Linked DNA regions of Drosophila melanogaster: region 1 is linked to region 2. A link is a contact called in public HiChIP or PLAC-seq data. All regions are on one chromosome and are shown on one strand. Each heading gives the region's core, a stretch centred on a gene start, on an enhancer-like site or on the middle of the called end of the contact. The rest is flanking DNA. Distances are from core to core; before and after follow the strand shown.

Evidence for each region. HiChIP or PLAC-seq counts read pairs in DNA pulled down with a chosen protein or histone mark.
Region 1: a contact with region 2 is called in a CP190 HiChIP or PLAC-seq map of the Kc167 cell line, with 2.2 times the contacts expected there. The contact joins two enhancer-like sites.

Annotation. Positions count from the first base shown.
Region 1 is chrX:2,523,222-2,530,578 of dm6, forward strand. It overlaps trol (terribly reduced optic lobes), which reads right to left. Exons shown (of 38, transcript NM_001297896.2): 3 at 665-1,181; 4 at 418-595; 5 at 184-347. Among named protein-coding and RNA genes, the nearest start is that of mir-4955, 18 kb to the right of the region's middle. Within about 2 kb of position 1,455, at least 19 of the 39 cell types and tissues checked have an H3K27ac peak or open chromatin away from gene starts, as enhancers often do. A contact at or near this core is called in the Kc167 cell line, where this site is marked.
Region 2 is chrX:2,414,177-2,421,065 of dm6, forward strand. No RefSeq gene overlaps it. Among named protein-coding and RNA genes, the nearest start is that of CG12496, 6.7 kb to the left of the region's middle. Within about 2 kb of position 5,530, at least 28 of the 39 cell types and tissues checked have an H3K27ac peak or open chromatin away from gene starts, as enhancers often do. A contact at or near this core is called in the Kc167 cell line, where this site is marked.

The DNA of each region.
Region 1 (7,357 bases), core at 205-2,704, 100 kb after region 2:
ATATCGAAACGTACAATGTATCTGCCAGATAATTCTTGTTGCACCTAAAGTGGGCTTCACCAATTTGCATCCGCTACTCCGGGAATTTGAAAGTTAAGGTTGCTACAAGCTGCTACAAGCTACACCAAAGCTACGTCGTAGAAAGTCGCTGAAGAATATAGCTATGGATTTATAGGAACTTACCACTAGATTCAGTGAAGGAAAATACGCCATCGGTAGCGGCGCTCAAGTTTTCGATACGATTATAGACATTCAGTTGCTGCTGCAACTTACTTCCAAAGTCGTTGACCGAAGTGGGCAGCTCTATTCTGAGTTGCACGCGAATTTTGAAGTTATCATTAGTGGGTCTGAAAGATAATCGATTTGATTAGCATAAGCAATATCGAACGAGCTTCGAGGACATGTGCTTGCACTCACTCAACGCGCTCCAGTGTGCTGCGAATTTCCTGCTCCTCGTCATCGTTACCTTCGTAGTTGCTGTGGAAGAAGTTGCGCAGATCATCGTCCAGAAGTTTTTGCAGGTTCTGGAACTGTACGCTTTCTCGATCTCTGTATTCGTTGTCATAAGGTTCGTTAACGACGAAGTAGGTACGATCTAATCGAAAGAGAATAAACACAGTTTTCATTATCAAATATGATCAAATATCATATAGATTACGCTTACAGAGAGTTGTATCCTCCTCGTGATAGCCGGATGCCTCGTTCTCGTCGTAAAGGTCCGATGCCCGCTTGCGAGGATCGGTGGCGCGGTTGAAGACAACATGATTGGTCCGTTTGACCAAGCGCTGTTTCTCCAGTTGTCGCTCCATTCGCATTTGCTTCCAGCGGTTGTGGTCCTCCTTTTGTCTGCGGCGCAGTTCTTTTTGCCGATTAATCGCATCGCGATTCCTTTGCGACCGCTCACGCTGTTGTCGTCGTCCCCGTTCCTGATTGTCGTCGGAACCAAATAAACGGTTTATGGAACGGCGAACGCGATGGACACTCTGGCTGAACCAGTTGCCAGTGGGCAAGTCTTCCTCCTCGGACTTGGTCTCCATGGGCTTCAGTGTCTCATCGACATCGTCCAGTAGGCCGTCGTCAATGTCATCACCCATGAGCTGCCACTCGGAATCGTTGATGCCCTGCAGCGACTCATCATCTGCCAGCATAAAATCTTGGTCATCGCCAAGATTTGAGATTTGCTAAAATGGCAGATACGATTGAATCATATTAGTTCAATAGCCGTGAGTGGATATATGTACAACAAATTCAATTAAATCAAACATTTAAATATTATACCCTATTAATACCGTGCACTTATTTCTTATTAAAGCTGCACAGTTTCCTTCATTTTCCCTTCCCACTGCCGTTTTGGTGCAGCTTTTCTTAATTATTTTCTAGATGTTGCAAAGAAACTTTGTCTTTGGGTTGTTGTCCATGCTAAGCAATGTAAGTGACTGCTAAGGTTTGAGAGCAATTGTGTCTCGGCTAAGGTTTCACCACAGTTACAAAATATAACAGTACTGTTAGTCCAAACATCCATGTGGGCTTGAAAAATGTTATTTTATCTTTAGTAATTATTTTATCGAAGTTTTTTGATCTTAAAAAATCAAAACTTTTGTTCTTAGCACTTAGATCTCAACAAGTCAGCGAAAGTATTATCAAGTTTAAGACTTAGAGCTGTTGTTTTTACAAAGCCTTTTCTAAAACAACTAAGTACAAACCCCCCCTTCCTGGTTTTCACCCACTTCCGATCTATTTCGGTCGACTTTTTAATTGAGCATTGATTTCAAGTGTCAATTCCTCTTCTCTTTCTTTTCGGTAATCGGTTCTGGCTCTATTTTCCCAAACTCTTATTATGTCTTACTTCCCCCACCTACCCACCTATTCTTCTGTTGAGTGGAAGTGTCAGGAAAAACGCGTGCTACGTCATATTTATTGTTGCCTGTGCTGATAAAAAGCACTTGCCCCGCATGTTCAACATGTGCCACACGCACACAATACAGCCCCGCCTCTTTTAGCCAGGCCACCGCCCCATTTCGACGTACCCACGCCCCTGATCCCCTCAAGAAAGATCATATCTGGCCACGAAATCGATGTTCGATGCTTTTCCTTGCCCCAGAAAAAACTTTTCTTTTGCTCAGCTCTTCTTCCCACGTTAGTTAATACTAACTATTTTAGTTTCTTTATTTCAAATTCAGTTGATTACTTTTCAAAATTTCTAACTGAAAACCGATTTTACCCCACCGAATGTAGACATTTCGTGGAGCAAAGAACCGCCGACTGACTAAGTCGTGATTTTTCGCAGTGTGATAAATGGTATGTGGGCCAAATGTGCATGGCCCGAGCACCTTCTATCCTCTTATCGAAATGCTTCGATAAACTAAAAAGATAATGGAAAGACATAGGGAATGGCAGATAGCATATATATGTAGGTGGGAAAAAAAAGGTGGAAACATATGGAATGGAGTACTTTCGTTTCAACAGAATAATTCAAGTATTCAGTTCGGTAGAAATATCAATAGAGTCAACCTTACTTCACACACTGATGTACATTTTGATGCCATTTCATCAGCATCTTTATTTACATACAAAATACGTACGTAACTTGCTTAAAATCAAAGTTGAAACAACTTCAGTGACAAATTTCGCCGGATTGTTTGGGTTTCATTGTTGTTTTGAGTTTTAAGTGTTGTCTGCGCTGTGTCTGGTTTCATTTTTTCGGATGTCTGGTTGCCCGGCGGGGTGGAAACTGGGTTGCTTCGTGTGATTTTTTGGCCAAACGTCTGGGCTGCCTTATGAAGCTGCATAGTCACGTGCCACGACTTTGGAGTTGGCCATGTTTCCTGGCAAGTTTGCGCTTGTTTGGTGTGTGTTACACATAATAATAATGCTGCTGAAATCAGGTCTTAGCTATCGACATCACGATACAGAACGCCGTCAATCGATTTGCGGGCACATAAATTATTAACTTGAATGATTAGCTTCAACTTTTAAAAATAATGAACATTTTGATGTGTTCTCAACCTTTAAATCTCATTCCGATCACCAGCCGATTCCAGACCCATGAGAATGGGAAGGGGTTGGGATGGGATGAGTTGGCATCTGCTGCCCGTTTATAGCCCCCCATTTTAGATGGCCAGTCCGAATGCTTGACACAGATTCCTGGCGTTTATTGTGATTACTCGAGCTGTTCGCTAATGCAAAAACCAGCATGGCCTGATCACTACAGTGGCTGCCAAACTGTACCGCCCACCGAGCCAATCAAATGTACAGTGAATTTAGAATGCAATACCTTGCTTCGTTTATATTCCAAAGTGGGCTATAATCTGCATATATATTCACTTATACACTTGCTTAGTAAAAGTAAATACTTAACATAGCTTCCTTTCATTTTGTATTATTTAAGTTGCATGTAGGCAGTAACAAATGCATTGCATCTTTTGCGGCCGCCACTGTATAAATGCCATATGCAATCCCAAATGAGTGTCGAAATGAATTATTACGCATACGCAACGTGCGAACGGCGAAAATAAATAAATACGCTGGCGTGGAAACAATGAGAAATGTTATTTATTTGCCCGCCCAATTAGATGACAACAACGCAGTGTCCTTGATCCCATTTCTGTGAAATGCATCTGCATGTGCATGTGCATCTGTATGTGCTAGATGCAACTGCATCTAGATTTATGCAAGTGAAAAAAGAAGGGGATAAGAAGAAAGGCAGAGGAGGAAAATAAGCAGACAGAATGCCTGGCCACTGTCAATTGTCTCAACTTGTTGCTCGCGTTTGTGTTTGTGGCCAGCCACCAAGTGGGTCAGTTTGGGGCGGAAGGTCGCGATTTGCACCACCCACACCAGCTACATCAGCCACACAAGCCACAACACACCCGTCATGAAATCAGTGTGCGTGCATTGAACCCCCAAATGGACAAGGCATTTTTTTTTTTAACCTTTTTGGCTTTTCTGTACTTTTGCCTGCCGGGCCTCATTTCCTGCAAGACAAATTACACATCGAGACCATGGCCACTCCCCCTTTTTGGCCAGTCATAAATTTGGCGCACATATGTGTGCTGGCAATTTATTTTCATCATGTTCAAAAATCGCAGCAGACAACCAGCCAATTCTCGTTAAATCGATCGCAAACACATCGAGAAATATTTCCCTCCGCCTTCGGGCGGCAAAAGCCGAAAGAAAAAGTTATTGACTAACTGACTGACTGACTGACTGACTGCGCACATTTTGTGGCCAAAAGGCACGCCAGACGGTGGGCGGTTGTCCTGAGGGCGTGGCATGACTCGCCGTCCACAATAGACCCCATGAAAATGAAAAGCAAACAGCATGGATATAGGATGCAGGCCATCCTCCTTTGTGCTCCACTATATATGTTCCAATTGGTTTTGAAATTTTCAAGATCCATATATATAAATACTCGAATACTTCAATTTTAAAAGAACTAAAATAATTTAATATTTAGCCATATTACTATTTTACCAAATGGTAACCATAATTCCGCCGCAAAGAGTATTGCGAATTAGACAGAATGAGACACTGTCTCTGCTAGGAACACATGTGTGCCAGAAGCCAACTTTATGCTTTGGCCACAATTATCCCAGAAAATCGAAGCAGGGGCAATGGAAATGGTACTGGGAACTGGAACTGGAGGAGGTGGAGGAGGAGGAGGAAAAGTTGGGGCAGGAAATTTGGGAGGTGGAAACATGTGAAAATTTGATTAAAAACTAGCGTCAAGGTAATTGCCCGGCGAACACAGACAAACGAAATTCCTTTTCCTCCCTGAAAGAAGTAACCAGAAAATTGCGCATACGCCGTGTGGTTGCGGCGAGGTGGCGATGTGAAGATGGTGACGTTGGATGTGGAAAGTGCATCGAGTGACATCAAGCCGAAGAATCTAGGTATGTGGAGCAAGTGCAAAGCAATTGACGCCGTAATCCTCCGCCTAGAGAAGATTGCGCCGTCAATCATCATTGCAAGATTGCGAGCCAGAGATTCCGATTCCGCTGGGAGCGACCGACCTGGCTGCCCGGGAACTTGGGGACTTGTGGACTTGGGTACCCACATTTATATGCAGCTGAAGATTCCGATTCCGATCCCGAGTGCCCGCTCACAGCAGGAAATATTTAGCGCTGCGCTCTTGTGTATCATGATGTGCTTAATTAAACTGTACGTTTCAGCAATTGCTTTGATTTAATTAGTTTTACCCCATATCCATATCGTTCTCCGTGGGCGTCAATGGAACTCGGCCAACTCGGATGATTGTCATCCTTTGATTTACCCACACGCAGATTTTGCCCTGTATATTACTCGAGGGTTTGTATTAATGGAAAAGTGTGAAAATCCCATTAGTTTCAACTACGTTTTCCACTGCAACAATTTGTTTAACCTTTGGCTGTGGGGATTGGTCGATTTGCGGAGGGGGGGGGGGGGTGGTTTGGATTCCTGGCCCCACTGACTTTCAGCTAATTCTCCCATGGAAGCCTTTCATTTCGCTGACATAAACAAATAATTCAATTCAGCTGCCGCGCTGATTGCCACTAGGAACTGACCTGTTGTTTTTATTCCTATTGTTATTATTTACTCTGGGCAAAGATCTCGGACTGAACCCATGAACCAACCACCTGCTCATCCAGAATCTCTGGATGTGGAATGCACTTACAATGGGGAGGAAATTAGATTTCGCAAAACAATGGGTGTATGTATGTTCTGAGTGCTATTCAGGTGCTATTTCAATGTTCGCCCTTTAAATATACATACATATATGCACAAACACCCCATTTGGTTTCGCAGCATACCCATTACAGGGTATCTGCACTGACACCTGCTCCAGCTTTGATTTGTTGTGGCCTTTGTGCGGTGGCAAGAAGCAGGCTAAAGTTCAGCTCAGCTGAACGAGACAATGTTGTTGACGCTAATATTTATGTTTTGTCTTCCATTTTATTATGCTGCACAAACTCATTTAAATGTTTGAAGCCACTCCAAGGTTGTCACGTCGCTTGGCCAAAAAGTGAGGGAAAAGGCAGCGGAAAAATATAGAGGAGTACAGAGTATAAAAAAGAAGAAAAAAAAACATGGAGGAGCACGCTTGGCGACTGTTGATCCTGGGCGCTTTGATGTCTCTGTGTGATTCCTCCTCCTCCTCCTCGTCCTCCTCCTCCTCCTCCTACATTTCCCTCCTCTCCCACCATCGCGTCGAAAAGGGCCAAAAGAATCTGGATGCCGCTCACGTTTTGGCAATTTCTCATAAAACAAACGACCATTAACGCCTTTAAGTTGTCGGCAGCATTTTGCCAGCTTCTCAACCCCCTCCACCCACCACCACATCACTATCATTCCCGCTGTTATTTTTTTTCTTTTTTTTCTTTTTTGACATCAGGCTTGAGACTTGAGGCTTCTTGGCCGGCTTGGTTGACTTGGTTCGTGCCTCATATTAAGTTGTCAGCCAGCTTGAGCCACTCCCCCCGCCTCTCCCCTCCCCGCCTGGCCCACTGACTGACGATATATATACATATATATATATATATATATGTCGCTCAGGAAGTGCACTTACTTTGTTGCTGCTGGTCCTACTAAGCCCCGTTTAATGGGCGAATTTTGTGCTTTCCTCAGGGCTGCATACACGCAGAGAAATGATTTCGAGTATTTGCACATAACAAATAAACACTTTCAACTTCTCAGTTTATCTTAAATACAAAATTGTGTATTTCCCCTTTTGATTTCCCCTACTACTTTGCACTCATTATTTCTCTCAGTTGATTGAAACGATTGCAGGGCAAACTATCGATGCTGCAGCGAAGGATCCCGATCCCAACCACCCACAAAAATCCAACCCAAAACAGCAAGCCCACTACTAGCCACCACCCACAGACCACATCCACCCACCCGCCGACCGCCGACACAACAAAGCCAATTTGCGTGCGTAATTTGCGGCACTTAGAAGCTACGTGACAATGATGCGGATGCCGCCTGCGGATGTCCTCATCCTGCCACTTTCAGGTGCCTTTGGCTGTCATTTGTCTGCATTAGTGGCCGCAAGAAGAGCAAAAACAAAAACCAAACCAGTAGCAGTCCATCAATTTGCATTACTTGCCCACCTGAACTGAGAGTTTTCGGCCCGCCGACAATTGCGCCTAATTAATGCGTCTAATTAGGTTACAAATTTGTGGGCAAAAGTGTAATCATAAAGAGGCCCGAAATGCAAACGATGTTTTGTCAATATTGCACGCATTAATTGCGATCGTTTAAAAACCAAGTTCAATTACCATTGATCCTTTTGAAGAATACTATATATGTATATATATATTGTTGCTTCGGATTTTCACATTTTATTTTTTCCCGATTTTCATTTCAGCTCTCACGGACC
Region 2 (6,889 bases), core at 4,280-6,779:
ACAGATACAGATACATATAAAAATACAAGCGCGAGCACGGACGGAGATCCTGATACACAGATACAGATACAGATACGCAACGGGAGATGTCTGCTGCATCCAAGGAGCAGAAAGTAAATTGCAACAAAGGAACGCCAGGGAAAGGATGCGAAGTGGGCAAAAAATCAGAGGCCGGGGCTGAAATTATTGCAAATAATTTAGAGCACATATTGCAGGGATCCGAAAAAAAGGATCCGACTGCCGATCCCTTTTCGGTTTGTTCGATTGTCATTTGCCCACAGCAAAAATCAGCAAGGACTCGCAGGAGCAAACCCAAGAAGTAGGTCTCCCAGCCCTCGAACATAAATTTGCAACAATTAAAAACAAAGTTAATTAAAATTTATGTGCGACAGTTTCTGCACTCTCGAGCAAAAGAAAGTGCGGATCGGGCCCATCCTTTGGCTAATTGCTGGGTGTGTCCTGCGAAATGGAGAGGCATTCTGCGCTTTAACAGTCCACTTAAAAAAAGAGATAGGACACGAAGAAAGCAAGCCGAGCATCGCAAATAAAGATGTTTGGGCGCACATAAAAAATGGGCGGATCGGGGAGGAAGCGAGGTGATGACCATCGATGACCACCGATGGCCAGTGGTTGACCTATACGACGCACAATGGATTTTATGGCGTATTGGTCAAATATAGATGGCCAATTCCTCACACAATGGACTCTTTGTCGCCTTTTTTTCTAGAAATTGCAGACTACCAAAGCTGAAAATGCTGCTACATGTTATGAAAAAAAAAACATTTGAAAATACGTATGAAAAGTGACAGAATTGCTGCAATAATTCTCCTATTTTTGTTACCAATTTCACTTAATAATGAGAATAGCTTTAAAAAGTTCGACTTTGGGCTCCAACCACTTTTCGACCGCATATAATTAGTACTGCTATTTTTTGTTAAGCTGATTTGCTGTCGAAAAACAATCAGGACTTTGGCCAAAACACACAAAGAGGCGCAATTTATTGGCTCCTCCCGCCCGCTGTTCCGGAATCCTTTGGTGGATTCCGATCGGGCGGCGCCTGTTTTGCATAGGAACCGCAGTCGGCGCCTCCGGTTTTACGATCCAGCGGGGGGCTACGATGCGGGCTTTGGTGTCCTGCTCCGCTTCCGATCGGCCCAATTCGAATTGGCGCGTCCTTTGTTCGCCTCACGAGCTCTCGACGAAGACAAAGCCGTCCTGTCAGTTTTTGATGCGCTGCCGATGCGTAGCAGATTTATTGGCCCCTGGCATTGTTTGATCGCATCCTGGGCATCGGGATTGGACTCGGACTCGTCCTTGTCACGTTCCACACGCTGCGAGGACTCGGGGCTCGGCACGATGGACTAAGGAGCGTGAAAGTGCCGAATGTCCGGCAGCCGGACCTCAACAAAGGATCAAGGACCGAGATGAGCCAATTTCAATTTCAATTCCCATTCCGATTCCTTGCGCAAAAATTACCCAAAACGTCTCTAAATTAGAGCAACTGTCTTGGGCGGCTCTGCCGAGGTGCGCAGATTGGTCCGGTGGTTGGAGGGCCACTCTGGATTGCAGCTGCGTCCATTGCCCATCGTCTTTCGTGGCTACGACTACCGGACTTATCGCCTATTATCCTTTTACCTGGCTAGGAGGAGCTCTTGAAAGGCTTTCCCTATATCTAAATCGATTCGGAGCAGACTCTAACATGCCGATGTGACTGTTCGAGTCCTGCCAGTCAATTCACTACGAAGTTTATTCAGTTTGAAGTAATTTTTATACATTATTTGGTTACATTCCTTACTCGAAGGACCTTTAAATAGGTTGAGTAATTGCTACAACTAAACTAAGTTAGTTCCTGTGAATGATACGTTTTATTATAGCTTCTAAAACCGTCTTCACACAACCTATCGAGATTCCACTCATTCAACTATAATTTCATTACGATCTGACCATTCGAAGTTTATTAAATACGCATTGGGCAAGGGCGTGGAACAGGGGAACAGTCACGAGGGACCCTATCGGCGCATCCTTCGCATGTAATTAGCCCTGCAGCTCGACGATATGGAAATCCGCTTGCCACCTTGATTGACAATCCCCTGATCCGATCCCGATCTGCCAGATCCTCGTAAGTGATGTTCTGTGAGGGACGCGAACAAAAAAGGCATGTCTAAAAAAAGAAACATTTCCCACGTAACCGAAGATGTCAGGAAAAAAACGTCGCACCCCCAGGAGAAAGCAATGTTGTTGCAACCATAGCTAACAAGCCTGTAATTACTCGGCGGAGATTGTTGCCCGAGTAACACCTTAATGGACTTTCCGTCGGGACCTCAGGGCTCACAGTCATCGCCGTTCGTCAGTTACCCCCCAGAAAATGCAGGGTACACGGGAAAATTTGCATAAAAAATTCGGAAATACCCAAGAATTGGAAAATGAAAAATGAAAATCCGAGACGGTGTCAGGGTGAATCCTTTCGATGATATTTTGACATGACATCGTGGAAATATTTATTTGTCATCGCCTTGACAAAGGGATTAGACGCAATCATATTTTACGGACATGAAAATCCGTGTTCTTCTGTCCCGGAATTAGCATAGGTCCAAAGTGCAGGAAATATTTTGACACCCAGTCCCGTGCAAGGACACAAAGACAGTTCAATTATGAGCACAAAGGGTTAGGGGTTGCCAAGCAGTTGGAGTTGGAGTTCTGGCCAGCGTAAGCTGGCTTACATAACCCGCCACACAAAGCAAATCGGGACTAAGTCGCTTAGGGAACTGCACAACGTGTTAAGATCCCCTGACATCTGTCGGACCTCTGGGTTTCCGATCCCCACAGCCCTTTCTTATCGCCAGTGCCACATCGCACGGCGTCTCTAAATGCAGCAATTAACTTAAAGGCCACCTCAAGATATCCCTAGCTGCGCAAGGAAGAGAGCTCACTCAAGCGCGGAGTCCAAGTCAGCCTCTAAGTAGTTGCACTTCCGACAATTACTGCACAGCCAGGATCCCGAAGACTGGACATTCCTTCGCTCCTGTGGGGGAGTACTTGTAGTTGAAATGATTGCGGTCAACTCGGGATCGCGTTTCTCAGGGTCATAGCTCGCTAAACATGCCCGCTACTCTTTCTTTCTTTTCCAACCCTCCAGTGCGACATTCTTGGTTTGCTTTTCGTGAGATATCTTTTGGAGGAGTAAAAATCGTGTTCATGACACAGATCCTGTGGGTTTTTTCGTTCTTGTAATAACTGATCATCTAAATATAGGAACAACTTGTGTTTATTTATTGTTTATGCTCTTATTCCTATCAGTATGGATGGCAGATCCCAATTAATTGACGAGTGGCCATTGAACCAAGCGAGGCTTAAAAGGAAATGAACACGGCAAACAGCTCTATAAAACTAGGTAAACATCGATGCGAAACCCACCCAAAACCAAACACCACCCCCCGTTTGCGAGCTCGAAATTAAGAAATTACAATGCGGCGGCACAAAACGTCGCATGGCCAATTAAAATGCATTCGTTTTAGGCCTATCAAAATAGTAGGAACAACTTGCATGAAGCGATAAGCAAATACCAATAAAAAGGACATCGGCTCGGCGGAAAAGTGTGGGATGATACGGCATGGAGCGTCATCTGGCTGATCGGTTCGTGTTGGACAATTTAATGCAATTAGTACGATATGCGATGGTCAGTGTTTTGGGCATCGCTTTTGGTATCGGCACTCCACTCCGTATTCCATATCGGTAATTACATAATTACAGCGCGTGTCCTGCAATCGAAGGGATGTACGGAACGTGTATCCTCTATCCACCCTCTCCTCGGATCAGAAGAAGGTGGCACATGTCATATGCCGCGGCATTCCAGTTTCGATTGCGATTCCGATTTCACTCGGCTGATTAATGATATTATGTAATCCCATTAGGGGCCATTCGGCCTCGGGGCAGTTTGGTGAAAATAGAATCGAACCGAGCCGAACTGAAAAGAAAATGCCTGTGAAATGCAGCCAACCGCAATAATCGCGAACGGTAAAATGCGAAAATCGAAAATCGCAAAAATCGAAAGCAAAACATTAGGCGCTTAATGCGACTTAGCCCAAAATGGGAGGGATCTGGAAATGGACGTGCCAGTGGCAATGGCAGCGAAAGCCAAGAAAACCAGACCAACGACCTACTTCAATGACGATGTGTTAATTTCATTTGATTGACATCTGTCGGGCAGGGCTGTACGACTGCGATCCTCGTTCCCAATCCGGCGGATTCTTCCTTAAAAAAGGAAATGTCCCATCTCTTGACTTGTCATGTAAATCTCAAGGATGTTGTTGCGGCTGGCCAAGCATGACGCATCATATTTTCGGGGATTGCGACTAGGCGAAGGACTTCACGTGACAGGACATTGTCCCGATTGAGCTGTCAGCGGATGACGGCACACAAACCCATAATCAAAATCGAAAAACGGCAGAAAGCAACTTTTTCAGGTCCGAATCTGAAAGAGATAGCCATGTATCCATGTATGACATGTATATGCGATACAAGGACATCCTCCGGGAGAGTCAATGTCAGGACTTTCCTATCCCTCTGCCAAGGGGCAGATGCTAACTTGGCCAGCGCCGGGAAAAGAGCAGCAGCAGCAAAAGAGGAAGACCAAGGGAAGGATTGTAATTTAAGACACTGCCATTTATGACGTTTAAATTTCGCAAATTGTCAAAATTATTGCATTCGATATGCAGCGCACAAAGCGAAGGGAAAATTGTGCAATGAAGCCGACTGCATTTTGCATGCCCTGCCCTTAACCCTTGAGTGAGAATGAGAGTGAGGAGGTACTCTAATCACTCGGAAAATGCCTCCCATCCCCGCCCCTCCTGCGAAATTCTTGAGGAGTGTGTGAAAAATTGATAGACTTGTCATTCGCTCGTCGGTCGTCGTTCGTCGTCCGCCGGCGGGGTGGATTTCCATTGCGCCCGTTGTCCTGTTGTCCTCCTTCTCATAAAGTTGCATAAATGTCAGGCGACTGTCATGACAACCTCTTGTAAACGCCCCATAATTTTTATTATTAATGGACTCGGCCCGCCATAATCGATGAGCTGCTATATCTGCTATATATCCCTTCCATATCTGCCATCGATTTCGCATGCCGAAAAGAGTTGGCAGGGGTTCCAAGGATACCCAGACCTATCCGCTTTGTTTTGTTCCTTAGTAGTCGTGTACTCAGGTCTTGGAGTGAAAGCCTCAAATTCTTTTCTTCAGCTTTGGTGCTTATCCATATAGATAATTCTATTCAAATTATTAACGTTCATATTAAAATTGCAAGTATTCAAGACATATCTAATTCTTTGTGTTATATTCATTTATTTAATTCATTTTATTTGTGTTATATTGCCAGACATGCAATATAATATTTATTCAAAAGTATAACAAATTGTAATTTTACAATTGAAATACTTTTTACATCGTCTTTTTTGTCAAATTTATTTTTGAAGTATTCGATAAGTATTAAATGGATCTTGTCTACGCTAAGCCTAGTAAAGTTTCTGACCCGTAAGTGAGAACAGCCAAATTCGATTGAGCGCTGTCTACATCCAAGTTTCCAACCATGAAAACCCAACAAAGTTTTCCTGATGTAAAATTTTTTTGCGAAGTTCCAACTATAACCAAAAAAAACAAATGTGTCATGATTTTTGGTATAAAAAAATTTTTGTAATAGTCGATGAAATGGGTCGCTAGGTAAGGTAAAACAGTATGTTTTGTATCTGTGCGTCTTGATTTTGGGAAGTTACAACTAAAAAACCAATTAAAAAATCGTTCATTTTGGCAAACAAATGTGTTATGATTTTTACTAACAAAAATGTTCGAATTTTATCCACAACTTTTTTAATAGTCGATCAAATGTGGAATGCCATACCTTGTTCAATCCGTAGCTTAATTTCCTATCTAATGGCATTTCCAGCTAAAAATTTTTAAATTTCACCATTTTTCGGAAAAAAACGTGATGTAACCCCTTATAAAAAAGTGAAAAATTCGCAAAAAATTATTTTTACCAAATTATCTAAAAAATGAAATGGGTCGGTAGGTGAGTTTGTCAGCTGCAAAAAACAGTATGTTTCGTATCTGTGCGCCTTAATTTTGCGAAGTTACAACTAAAAAACCAATTAAAAAATCGTTCATTTTGGCAAACAAATGTGTTATGATTTTTACTAACAAAAATGTTCGAATTTTATCCACAACTTTTTTAATAGTCGATCAAATGTGGAATGCCATACCTTGTTCAATCCGTAGCTTAATTTCCTATCTAATGGCATTTCCAGCTAAAAATTTTTAAATTTCACCATTTTTCGGAAAAAAACGTGATGTAACCCCTTATAAAAAAGTGAAAAATTCGCAAAAAATTATTTTTACCAAATTATCTAAAAAATGAAATGGGTCGGTAGGTGAGTTTGTCAGCTGCAAAAAACAGTATGTTTCGTATCTGTGCGCCTTAATTTTGCGAAGTTACAACTAAAAAACCAATTAAAAAATCGTTCATTTTGACAAACAAATGTGTCATGATTTCTAGTAAAAAAAAATATCAGAATTTTATCCACAACTTTTTTAATAGTCGCTCAAATGTGGAATGCCATACCTTGTTGAATTTGTAGCTTAATTTCCTATCTAGTGGCATTTCCAGCTAAAAATGTTTAAATTTCACCATTTTTCGGAAAAAAACGTGATGTAACCCCTTATAAAAAAGTGAAAAATTCGCAAAAAATTATTTTTACCAAATTATCTAAAAAATGAAATGGGTAGGTAGGTGAGGTTGTCAGCTGCAAAAAACAGTATGTTTCGTATCTGTGCGCCTTAATTTTGCGAAGTTACAACTAAAAAACCAATTAAAAAATCGTTCATTTTGGCAAACAAATGTGTTATG